Regions from separate parts of the Rattus norvegicus genome. Here region 1 is linked to region 2. The links are chromatin contacts, called in public Hi-C maps. All regions are on one chromosome and are shown on one strand. Each heading gives the region's core, a stretch centred on a gene start, on an enhancer-like site or on the middle of the called end of the contact. The rest is flanking DNA. Distances are from core to core; before and after follow the strand shown.

Region 1 (5,986 bases), core at 1,893-4,392, 37 kb after region 2:
ACATCAGATCTTGTGTTACTTTCTCTCTATGTCTTGAAGCAATTTCACAACTTAAGCTAAGCTCCTTATCTGTTTATTTGCATCCTCTGTTTGGCCTTTGAAAAAAATTTGATTTCTATTGTTAAGAAAATGTCAGCCTATGGGCTGTCATAATGGAATCTTCTCATGCCTTTTGTGTCTCTTTGTTATGCTTTGTGCGTCTCTTGGGGAGTACCTGTCTTCTGGTTTGCAGCTCTTTCCCCTTCCCCATGGTTTCTATCTTGGCTTATGCCTATCCTTGTTTATTTTTGGTAGCTCGTTCTCACTTAGATTTATTATCACCAAAGCTGGCTGCAATGAAAGTTATTATGGGTCAACATAAGCCCCCGTTAGCCTTGGAAGACACCATGCTCTTCTCTGGTGTTTCCTAGAAAGTCTAAAGACAGAAGAACTAGGGTTCTCATTGGGGGAGAATGCTGCATATTTAAGTAGTAAAGTGAAGGGGTGTGGATGATGGGATAGGACGGGATGGGGTAAGAATTAAATCAAGTACATGGGTTAGATATACAAAAAGCAGTAAAGAAAATGTTACATTAAATTTAGGGAAAAGGAAAACATAAGAGCTTTCATCAGCAAGATACAAGCCACATCACCTGAACTTAAAATACAAAAGTATACACACTAAGAGAAAAAAATTTAAAGAATTAAAAAAAAACCTAAATAAGATATATAGAAAACAGAAAAAATAAATAGATAAATAAAAACATGAATGCAAATGAGCAATGAACAAAAATAAATATGTTCTCAGTCAATGTTTCTTGGTCAGTTATTAGTTAGGAGAAAGCCCCAACCCCGTATCTACAGGTCTATCAGTGCATTGCAACAAGTTCCACCACAGGCTTCCTGTCATCCACGTAGCTTTTCTCAGCTGTGGTCAGGGTGGGGAGTGTTGAGAACCTCCCTGCTTCCGGTTTCCTTACCACATTTCAGCTATGGCCACAGTCTGTTGTCTTAGGTCTACTACTCCTAGCCAGTGCTGCAACCTGTTTACTCCCTGTGGTTCCAAGGAGCCTCTGGCAGCACCAGCCATGGGGTCCTGCGTGATGTGTGGTGTGAATGTCCCAACTTCAGAGTCCTGCTCTCTCTCTCTCTGGAGCTGTGTCTGTGGGCTGGTCTTTCCCTTCTCAGGCGACTCCCCAAGGGTTAAGTTCAACCCCAGCCAACCTCCTCATCTCCTCTTGGAGTTTCATCTGTTCCTGCACTGCCTCAGTCAGGTTGCTTGTGCCTACAGACTATGGCAGGGGAGGGGTACTGTGCGCGATATAAACCCCTCAGTTTCACATTCCTACATCCTTTATCCAGCACTTGCCCAACATCTGCTGGGACAGTTTACCCTCTTTACTTTTTGGGAGAACTGATTTTGCAGTGTAGTTATAGTAAGCCGTGTCTGTGAATGTGGCCACCGGACCCAAGACAGCGACTTTTACAAAGATGATGGAGCTAACACTAAGTCCAGCCCTCATAGCTTCCTTGACTGCGGAGGAATAGCCAAGGTGAAAGGGCAAAGCTCAGGAAAGTGGGTCAGAGAACAGAAGAGCCAATCAATCATAAGAGTGTGAGGAAAGGGGTTACAAAACACACCTTAGGTTCAGCCTTAGTCCCTCTCCCCACCCTTTTCCTTTCAGACCATGATCTCTCTGTTTCTGCTTGACTGACATTTTAGGTTGGACAAGTCTTTATTGAAAAGGATTGTCCTGGGCTTGGAATGTTTTTTTCCTGGTCTCAGAAATACCACCACCGCCGCTGCCGCGGCCACCACCACCACCACCACCAACAACAACAATAACTGCTCTACCAGTCATGTCACTAGCACCCCATTTTGTAGGGCATTTGACTCTAGCAACAAGTACTGTTTTATGATGACCAGAATCTCCATTTGCCTTGGGATTTGTTGCACTAGCCCTAGCATAGTCTGGGGGCAAACTGGGATATTGATCGACTGACACATAAGTTCATTCTCGGTTCTATCGGGGCTGCACCAGCAGAGGGGGCGTTGTGTTGATGATGTGACTGTCCTAGGGGTCCTGTTTTTCAAGATGTTGTTGTTGTACCAGGCACATCTGACTCATTTCCTTCTCTCCTTTTCTGTGGTCTTCCAGGGCTATGAGAAGTGTCCCCCTGTAGGTTGGCTATGTGACTGAGTGAGCGTAGGGCTGGGGACGAACAGAGTGCCTGCTGATGTGAGGGTGGGTGGAATGGAGTGATGGGAGGGCTGGGGCCAGGAGAGCCCACGGGTATTGCCTGAGTGGACACTGCATAGGCATTTACACCAGATGTTGGAGGAGGGAGGGGTGTTCTCAGTTCTGCTAACAGACTGTGATGATGTTGTATTAGCTTTCTGATTTACCTTGGTGTTTAAAACATGGTTTGGTGTGTGAGTACCTCTGATAATTTGGCAGGTTTTGTGAAAGTCTCGAACATGATTTATCGGGATTGTTGCAGTGATTGTTCAAGAATGATAAATATTTCCATTCTCTGCAAGTTTATGAGGCACACCCGAGAGGCCGTTTGTTTTTTAGCTTTGTGCTTTTGGTATCATTTTGATGTCCCTTTCCAAGATGAAATGGCTGAGTTCTGCAGGCAGTAAGTGACAGGCTGTAGTCAAAGGTCAGGGTTTGAGTCTGGACGTGAGGATCCGTGTCTGTGACCTTCACATTCTGTCAGGCCCTGAGAGAATGAGTTGAGCACGCCAGTGGCGAGTCCGTGTCAGGGTAAGCCAGACTGGGAAAATAACAAGTGTGTACAGGAGGAGAGAGTGAATCAGCTTTGCTGGCTGACAACTGGCTCCTTCCCCCTCTCTTCCTGGTATGGTAAGTGGGAGGAGGGTGAAGCAGGTTCCACAAGGGCAGGTGCCCAGAATTCACAGTCATCTGGTGCCAAGACGCGGGCCTCCCTAATCTAAGCCTGTGCACTTTGACTAGGAGGGCAGAGTAGGATTTGCCGTGTGGCTGTCCCGTCCTTCCTGGATTGTGCAAACCTGTGACTCTTGCCAAGAACCGTCCATGCCTGGAGCCGGTTGTTTCTCATTGGGTAACTTTGTTTCATTTTGCTGGGAGGCGTATCTTTCAAGTTGCAGGGCAGTGATATCTACAACTACTTCTCAAGAGCTCAGTGACTCCAGCAGCCACGATGACTGCGGATGAGTTGGTCTTCTTTGTGAATGGCAAAAAGGTAAGCAGGGGTCTGCTATCTGGGAAGGGACATGTGTCGTCTCTCTTACGTGGACCCTTTGATTTGTTCTGCTCTCATCTTACCCCCTAGAAGGTGTTGCTGTAGTTTGGTATCTTTTGAGCAAGAAAAACAGAGGCAAGATACTCAGAAAGCAAAGGAGGAAGGGAGAGAGAAGAGAGAGGGATATCTACTCTGTGCTAGTGGACACACTGGCTCAGAGACGGAAAAGGAACAGAGTCTAGGTGAGATGAGGAATCACCAGCACTTCTCTATTTCTGTGTTTAAGCAAGCCTAGCCTAGTATTTTGATGGCTCTCTTTACTACGAACAGCAACAGACATGCATTTTATGCTAATGCCAGGGTATAAAACACACATAGCCGTTGATTCTGATACATGATCCTGTACACAGATTTAACAGCTAGAACTGACTTACCGTGTGGCGACATACACTGACACCTTGTGGCAAGCCATCATTGTCACTATTCTTTTCATAAAGCCCCCTCCCCCCGCCCCTGCCACCTTCTCTCAGTTCTATATGTAAATATTGCAAATGCCACTTAGGAAAAGTGGTTATGGGGTCCACAAATCCCTGATAGCCCAGGAATCTTTGCAACTTCAACTCAGTGCAGGGAGAGAAGGAGCAAGTTATTGTCTCTGGTGCTGCTTGATTCCCTTCAAGGTACTCGGGGCCCTTCAGCCCTCCCCTCCCCCCACTTGAGATCACAGGAGAGGAGCCATTATTTCCCCCCACTGTAACTGGCTACGTGGACATTATAAATCACGAGTGGACCAAAGGATGCCCCCCGAAAAGACTTTCCTTGTCTTGTTATGTTGATACTTTTGTGATGATTGAAGAGCCTGAGTAGCTTCTGAGGAAATTTGCAGGAATAAACATGGGCTTCTGAGAATTCCTAAGGACTTAGACTGCCAGGATCTGCTTGGGTAACTAGCACGGAAACTTTAGGAGTCATTCCAACACCAGTACCGCAAAGCCTGTGGATTCGGTTTGAGTGATTCCATCCCTGGATTCCTGGATCTCTCTGATATATGGTTCTTTTGAGTTGGGCAGTTGGTACCATGACACGAGCTAGGGTGGAATGCCTAAGCTGGTGGTAGCAAGACTTTTTGCACTGGATATTTTAAATGTCTTTTGTGCTCAGCGTTTACGTGACAGAGGTGAAAGAAACAGCTGTTAACTGGACTTTCTGGAAATACTGTGTACACACAGACGTCATCATTGGCCCTTTCATAAATTGGCCCCTTCAGGGAGCTGGTGGCAGGTTCAAAGTGCTCTGAAGGTCATGTCTTACCCTAAGGTATATCAAGCTGTTGATTTGTGCGTGCCCCACTGTTCTTCTGAGGGGACAGCTTGCTCTTAGCCTCTGTGAAAGGAGTGTTTTTGAGATGAGCTGGCTTGGCCGAAATTGCTTCTCCTTGTGCTTTATTAGCACTGTAGAGAAGAGATTTTTAGATGTTTAGAGAGTAGCATCATACCAATCCCTTCTATCCCTGGGAGCTTCGATTCTGTCAGTTTCTCTTGATGAATAGCCAGCCGTGTTTGTCATTTACAAAGGTGTGAGCTCTCGGGAAGCTACCAGAAGGATGAAGAGAGTGTGAACAGATTAGTGAGTAGTAATAAGCAGGAGTAAGTAAGGGGCGATCTGGGTGAGCAAAGGAAGATTGAGTAAGTTCAGATTCATTTCCTTCTTCAAGATGTTCTAGGCATTGGGCCATAGATGTTGTGCAAAGAAATTACCAAAGAAGCTGTGGAAAGATGGCGTCTCATTCTCCTCAGGGAGCCTCTTCCTCCTTGTTTACAGTACTGCGCAGGGTTCTGTCTGCGCAAGTGGTCTTAGAGAGGGCTCAGGTATGAGGCACCAAGTGCCTGTGAGAATCTTCTGGCAGCAGTGTGGACCTTGGTGACCTGTCATCTTCTGGAGGGAGAGAGTTGTTCAATATTTTACTGTCATTGTGGTGATGTCCTCTTCAGGGTCTAGGGTTTTAGTCCTACTGAGAGGGATGCAGGAGAAATCCCTACAGGAAGACGATATAGCTGGAGGCATGCGGTTTTGTTATTTATTCACTGATTAATTATAATCTCAAAGTTATAGATTTAATTGTATATAGTGTGTTATCGTTCTTAGGACCTTCTTCCACCCTTCCTTTCTTCCTTCCTTTTTTTCTTTTTTGAGATAGGGTCTTACTATGTAGACCAGGCTGACCTTGGACTCACAGAGATTGGCCTGCCTCTGAGCCTTGAGTGCTGTGACTAACAGTGTGCACCACTACAGCACAACACCCAGCCATCACTATTTTTTTTTAATTAACTTGAGTATTTCTTATATACATTTCGAGTGTTATTCCCTTTCCTGGTTTCCGGGCAAACACCCCCCTCCCCCTCCCCTTCTTTATGGGTGTTCCCCTCCCCATCCTCCCCCCCTTGCCGCCCTCCACCCAACAATCTAGTTCACTGGGGGTTCAGTCTTAGCAGGACCCAGGGCTTCCCCTTCCACTGGTGCTTTTACTAGGATATTCAATGCTACCTATGAGGTCAGAGTCCAGGGTCAGTCCATGTATAGTCTTTAGGTAGTGGCTTAGTCCCTGGAGGCTCTGGTTGCTTGGCATTGTTGTACATATGGTGTCTCGAGCCCCTTCAAGCTCTTCCAGTTCTTTCTCTGATTCCTTCAGCGGGGGTCCTATTCTCAATTCAGTGGTTTGCTGCTGGCATACGCCTCTGTGTTTGCTGTATTCTGGCTGTGTCTCTCGGGAGAGATC
Region 2 (6,841 bases), core at 4,089-6,588:
TGGGTTTTATTATTATTCCACGGAAACCATCCTCTGCCCCAGGAATCCTTTCCACATTCAACTAAATGCTGTAGGACAGACTCGCCATCTCCCAGTCTCATTTTCCTGTTGCCTGTAACTTTTAAAAGCACGCCCCGCCTTTGCCCAGGAGTGCGGAGTGAGCTCTGGTACCTCCTGGCTTAGCTACTCCTGGCTTCTCTTTTGTTCCTACTCACTTGGCTTCGCCAAGCTGCCATCACGGCCCAGGCTTCTCCTTCTACTCACCTTTGCTCCGTGGATGAAAAACACTCAGACAGCTTTACTACTTTAGAATTTGTCTGCTAGCACACTTGCTGGGCATAGAATCTCCTGCCCTAAACCTGTCAGCTAGCCTGTACCAGCTCGCCTCCGCCAATGGCTGAGGCCGCTGGTTTTAGCTTCCCTGAGACCTTACACGATAGACGCCTGCTTCTTGTTCCAAAGCCTGGCCGTAAGGCCCCTTCTCTTTTCCTGTGTCTCCTTTGCCTCCTGGGACCAGGAAGTTCCACCTGTTCCTTCCGCCCAGCAATTGGCTTCCGGCCTCCTTTATTGACCAAATCACGAACCAATTAGGGAACCAGACTCTAGTATCAGCACCTCCCCCCACATTTTCCCATCTGTGGCTTTCTTTACTGTGTAGCATCCTTGCTGGTCTCTTCACAGTTCCTCACATGTGGAGTTCCCTTCTACCTCTGTGTCTTCTGAATTCTCTCCCATTTCCTCTTTGCTAAAACAAGTCTCAGATAAAACGCCACTCTGGCTGGGATCCAACCCAGGGAGGTGCTTTGTGCTTCTATTGTTTTTTTAAACAATGCAGTTAAAGGTCTTATAAGGCGAGTCATTTAATCCATACCTTTCATAACACAGACTCCAGAAAAGCCTGGATCATTTCTGTCTTCTCCATATTGCAAAGTCACTGCACATAGTGTTTGGGAAAAGGCACGCAAGTCTTAGAGGAATAAGTGGAGGGGTCGTGAGCCGTGGGAGCGCAGTGGCAACCAAAGCACGTGGCAGAGCTCAGTCAGTGGCTGTGAACTTGAGGGGTTTCTGAGTCGTGGGCGGTTCTGAGCGTGCTAATGGCTATTGAGCTGTTTGCCGTTTTCTCCGGCTGCACTGATGTCTTTGTAGTTCAGTTTAGCCTCCTCCAATAGATTAGTGAGTCCAGGGAGGTTCTTGCCATAAGCACTGAATAGGAGGCAGAGGGAGACCTTCGGCCTTTGACCCTACTGCTGATTGAATTGTGAATAAGGATAAGAGCATAGACTCACCCCAGGGTCTCCCTCAAGGTCAAATGCCTTGGCGTAATAGCTCAGTTGGTAGAATGCTTGTTTGCATGTAGAAAGCCCTGGGTTTGGGCACCAGTCCTGTATAAACATGCATGGTGGGAAATACCTATAAAGCTAATACTTCAGAGATGAAGGCAGAGAATCAAAGTTGAAGGCTATCCTTGGCTACATGACAAACTCAAGGACAGCATAGAACATATTTAGACATGCTGTCTAAAAACAAACAAACAAACAAACAAACAAACAAAAAACCAAAATAAAAGAGTATACGATTCAGTTTAGCTACATTGCAAGGCCCCACCACCGGAAGCTGTGCCGTCTCTTACCAGCCTTTGTGTCTGGGGCTCCACCTACCTCAGTCCAGCAGCCTTTTCTCTCCTTGTCTACCCACAAGTCTCTATGCACCTTTCCAGTCTCTGAGCAACTGCTGACCCTTTGGTGACCGTTCCGGATTCCGCCTTCTTTCTCACTGAAATTGATGACTCAGTTCCTCTGTCTGCTCATATCTGAGCCCACCGTGAACTTCAGACATTGTTCCAAGCAGAACCAGTTGGGGATTTGCCTACAGAGGACTTAGTTGCTTTTAGAAATGCTCTCCTGTGCAAAAACAGATAAGACAAAGACAGCAGTGGTCTCTAGAGTAGGAGAACACCCTCTTGGAGAGTGAATGAGAACAAGGGAAGGATCCTTGCCCCCCAATTCCTATTCTGGGGAGGGCTGGTGTTTTCCAGGTGTTTAATCAGTGCCCTATTACACCTTGTAGGGGAAGAGACAGGCAGGTCACAGTAACACATCAGGCTAGGACTTAAGCAGCAGACCTTGGAGCTGGGCTACCTGGATTAGAATCTCGGTGCTTCTACTCGCTAATTCTGGAGCCACAGGCAAATTACTTGCTATGCTCTGGATGTGGTTCTAGTGCCTCCCAAGGGTCCCATGTCCATTTTGGTTAATAGCTGGGTTCCTAAGGAAAGTGGCGTGGAACCTTTAAGAGGTGGAGCCAAATAAGAGGCTCTTAGGTCAGTTGGGGACACACTCTTCAAAAGGTTTGTGGGATACCGGATCTCTGATTCCCGCCAGAGAGTTAACTCCTTATTCCAATGCACCCATTCACCATGACACTCTGCCATCCACTGGCCACATCAGAGGCCAACCAGTCAGATCATCCAGCTGAACCTGGGATATTCAAGCTCCAAAATCATAGATCTCTGTCTCTGTCTCTCTCTGTCTACCCACCCCCCACTCCCTGACCCCCACAGCCTGGGTCAGGTATTATGTTATAGTGACACAGAGATGATACATTGCTTCATCTCTCTGTGCCTCAGTTTACCCAAAATGGGGGATAAGAAGAGTACTGGGTTTATAGAGCCGCCACGAGGACTGATAGTCACGATAAGTCACGTAAGTAAAAGGCTGGTGTTTGTTTCTTACGATTGGTTGGAGTAAGTGGTTAATTAAACTTACCTTACTGCCTTTCCACAATTAATTCTCCAAGCACTGGAGACCCAGTGTTGAGCAAATCAAGTGCCATCTTATTTTTACTGAGCGAACAGCCCCCAAGAAAAGCACCCAATCAAGCAATTACAGCATAGGGCGTGTGGGAAACTGCTCTGTTTTGTTGTTGGCATTGTTTTTTTGTTATTTGAAACATCATGAATCTCCTTGGGCCTTGCAAGCTCAGACAACTTGGGTGCCTCTCTCAGGGACAAACCAGAAACAGTGTCTCCATACTGTCCCACCACAAAATCCGTCAGCCACTTGCAACAGTCTCTCTCCTGTCACAGATCCTGCCTCTGCATAGGATCCCTCCTTTCAGAAATAGACCCAAGTCCCAAGTCAGTTCAAATTACTGTTCCACATTTCTGGCCACTTGGTCACAACACTCTTGGAAAAGCCTGTGTCTGTTTTATTTCTCCATATTCTATTTCTGATTTTCTCCTCAGCTCTCTATAACCCATACCTCCACAGCAACCATGTTTGGGGAGGGCATCAATGATATCCATCGTGCTGGACAGTTTTCTGTCAACTTGACATAAGCTAAAGTCATCTGAGTGGAAGAAGGAACCTCAGTTGAGAAAATGCTCCCATGAAACAGGGCTGTGGACATTTTCTTAATTAGTGATTGATGGAGGAGGGCCCCGCCCATTGTGGGTGGAGCCACCCCTGAGCTGGTGGTCCTGGGTTCTATAAGAAAACAGCTGAGCAAGCCGTGAGGACCAAGCCAGTAAGCAGCAGCTCTCTGTGGCCTCTGCATCAGCTCCTGCCTCCAGCATCCTGCCCTACTTGAGTTCCTGCCTTGACTTCCTTCAGTGTGGGACTGCAGTGTGGAAGTAGAAGCCAATAAACCCTTTCACCCCCAAGTTGCTTGTTACCACCAATGCTTATCCCTTGACAGTGGTTACTCATAATGACTCTTATCTGAGTCAACGTTCAATAACACTCGCTTCTCAAAACTGAATTGCTTTGGCGCTCAGAATCCACATTCCTTTCCCCCCTCCCCCCGTTACCTTTTTGGTCAAGTCTTCTTAGTCTTCCTTATGGTTCTTAACCAACTTACATGATGAAATTTGGAGTTTCCTAGGACTTAGTGTCAAGACCTATTTTCTTCGTACTTCCCAAGAAATCTCAGATCTCTGAATGGCATGATTTAATTTGCCATTTTTCTTAATCCCGATATTCGTATCTCAAGTTTCCTCATGTCTTTTCTCCAAACTCGTAGGCATATTTGTTCACTCAGTAAATGAGCTCAACAGTCTTTAATCATAACCATAACAGGCCAAGGCAGAACTTGATTTTTCTGCCCTCTCAACTTCTTCACCTCTTGTTAAATGATATTTTGTGCCATGGGTCAAATGTTTGTAGACATTTTAATTTCTTTCTTCACACACACACACACACACACACACACACACACACACACACACACAGTCACACAGTCACAACATCTAATATCACAAACCACCCCATCTTTCTTCATCTTTACATTATACTTTTCCTCTTCATTTCTTATCCCTTGAGAGTGGTTACTCATGATGACTCAGTGTAGTAGAAGAATAATGCTGAGTTGCTGTATACAGTCTCCTGCTCTGGGACAAGCTGCTTGTCATGAAAATACACAGGCTTTCTTTTTGGACCAATCTGCATGGTAAGGAGTTGAGGTCTGCAGTGACAAGCCCAGTGACTGCCATATCTCAGCAGTGGAAGCATCATTTCCAGCCATGCTCATGATAGTGTCAGCCCCAGACAACACCTTGATGGTAACATCATGAAAAACCTGACTGAGGGTTAACGGGATGACACTTGTAATTCCAGTGCTGGAGAAGGGGAGGTGGGAGCATCCCTAGTGTGCTCCAGGCCAGTGAGAGAGACTGTTTCAAAAGAGGTGGATGGTGTTCCTAAGGCTAACATCTGAGGTTTTCTTCTCACCCCCATGGACATATGCCCACACGTTCACCTACCCACACATGTACACACACACACACACACACACACACACACACACACACACACAAAGTTAAAAGTGAATTGAAGCTACTCCTCTATCCTCCCTCCCTGAAAAAATGGTCGTAGAAACACATGAAAATCCTACAGATGGCGTTAGGGCTCAGTCTCCATCTTCCCAGGAGTGGAGAAAGATTGATGTTGTTCACAGCTTCTCGATCTAACTTTGAATCTTAATTAGAGACTGGGTTGTCTAGTCTCTGGTTTTCTGGGTATGGGAGGCAGTTGACAGGGTGCCAGATTTCTGCTTCCGTGTCTACGGTTATGGTGTTGAGGAACGGTTCTCATAAAGGACCCGTTTTCTTTCTCTAGGGAATTTTAAGGATGACCAATTTGGAACCTGATCCCTAAGTCCTTTCAATGAACTTCAAAAGACCTAATTCTCTGAATTAATTCCCTCCTGGCTTGAGGTTTTAAAGATGTTTCTATTTCCTTGGAATGAACAGTTGGACTTGGGGAACTGGAGGAGGGGAGTTGTCTGGGAAGGACTAGCTGGCTCAGCACGAAGGAGGCAATACCACGTGACATTTACCTTGGCGTGTGCGCCAGGCCTTTGATAGGACCTGCGTTAAGGCTGATGTGGCTGGAGTGCTGATTCACACTAACAAGCCTTTCAAGGAGAGAATTTACGAAACCAAAATGCTAGGTTAATAATTTATAGTGTGGAATGCACTGCCAAGGTGACTAAATGCAGGTGCCAGCTCGACCAGCACTTCTCTAAGGGTCCTCCACTCACACGAGAACTCGTTTCAACCATATTCAGTGAGTGGGCTTCAGGAAACGAAGGAAGAGCTACATCAGGAAGGGACTAGTCCCAGGACCGGACTAACGAAGGGCTCTGGCTTCTCAACTTTCCTACATCGTGCTTGGATGGACTCTCTAAAATACTGTCTCTGACTTCCCAAGTTCTATGATTCTGAGCAAACCAGCTTCCTTTCTAATCTAAACATGGAAGGGCTGGAGGCTAGGGGAGAAAGTGTCAGCTGCAGATCTCACTTCTGTAGGTGTCCTGCCAATGAGAGGCTCGTCTTGCAGGGTTTACATTTTGCATAGGACTTTGCCCTGATTTGCAGCTGACTCTCACGGTCTTTAAAAAGGTGCGTAGCACTGGAGTGAAGGTTAGATCTGAGCAGGCTTGAGTTTGATGACTAAGACGATTTTCTGCCTCTTAGAGAAGGGGTGGTGGGGAGGCATCTTAACATACTATTTTGCTTTTTGACATTAAAAATGATCAGTGGAGAACTTGGGTTAGCTGGTGTAACTGAAGAAGGCACAGTGGAAACACAACTTTGGGTGGTTCCAGGGGAGCAAGGGGACAGACCTCTCTATCCCTCTTTTTTCCTTCCATAACCAAATATATGTCAGGGAAAGAACCTAACAAGACCTATAGAGTGGAGAAAGGGAGGCGGCAAAATCCTTTGTATCCAGTTCTGGGGAGCTTGTAAGGGTTGTGACCTTCTTGTTAGCATTCTGGGATCTTTGTAAAACCTACTCTTTATACCTGTTCGAGTGAGTGAGCCATGCTTTGCTTTGAGAGTTTAGGGGAAGAGCCTGAGCTCCAGGTATGAACCAAAGCAAACTAAAGCAAGGAGGAGAATAGAAAAAGGTGACAATGCTCCAAATATCAGAATTCTGTGAAAGGGCAGGTTTGGGTTCAACAATGACCAGGAAAGAGAGGTTTCTTATCCTTCACCAGCTACAACTGAGGGAGCGGGGGAGGGTACTGACTGCTTGTAAGGGGAAGGGGCCAGTGTGGTCTGCTTTTATTTAAATCCAGAAGGTTAGAGAAATGAGGTGGGGTGGCGAGGGCTCTGGAGAACGATTCCCTGCAACCGAAAGTTGTAAGCTGGGTTAAGGGAGGAAGAGGAGTCTGCCTGGAGCTGGAGACTGTGATGTGAGCTTTAGGTCCCGTACACAGAGCAAGGGTGTTAATGTCTTCATATGCAGTTTGTCCTCTGGGAAGGTGTCAATAAGGCCTTCCGGTGGTGGATGCTGGGGCTTTCTGCTGCTCTAGATCTAGACCTTCCCTCCCGCCTTGT

What was found. A called contact is a pair of places that touch in the nucleus more often than the background predicts.
Region 1: a contact with region 2 is called in a Hi-C map of liver, with 4 times the contacts expected there. The contact joins the promoter of Xdh here to the enhancer-like site in region 2. A contact is called at or near these places in 2 of 12 Hi-C or Micro-C datasets (kidney and liver).

The regions. Positions count from the first base shown.
Region 1 is chr6:27,279,177-27,285,162 of GRCr8, forward strand. Xdh (xanthine dehydrogenase) reads left to right here and starts at 3,143. Exons shown (of 36, transcript NM_017154.2): 1 at 3,143-3,210. The coding sequence starts at 3,169.
Region 2 is chr6:27,240,448-27,247,288 of GRCr8, forward strand. No RefSeq gene overlaps it. Among named protein-coding and RNA genes, the nearest start is that of Xdh, 38 kb to the right of the region's middle. Within about 2 kb of position 5,339, at least 7 of the 93 cell types and tissues checked have an H3K27ac peak or open chromatin away from gene starts, as enhancers often do. A contact at or near this core is called in kidney and liver, where this site is marked.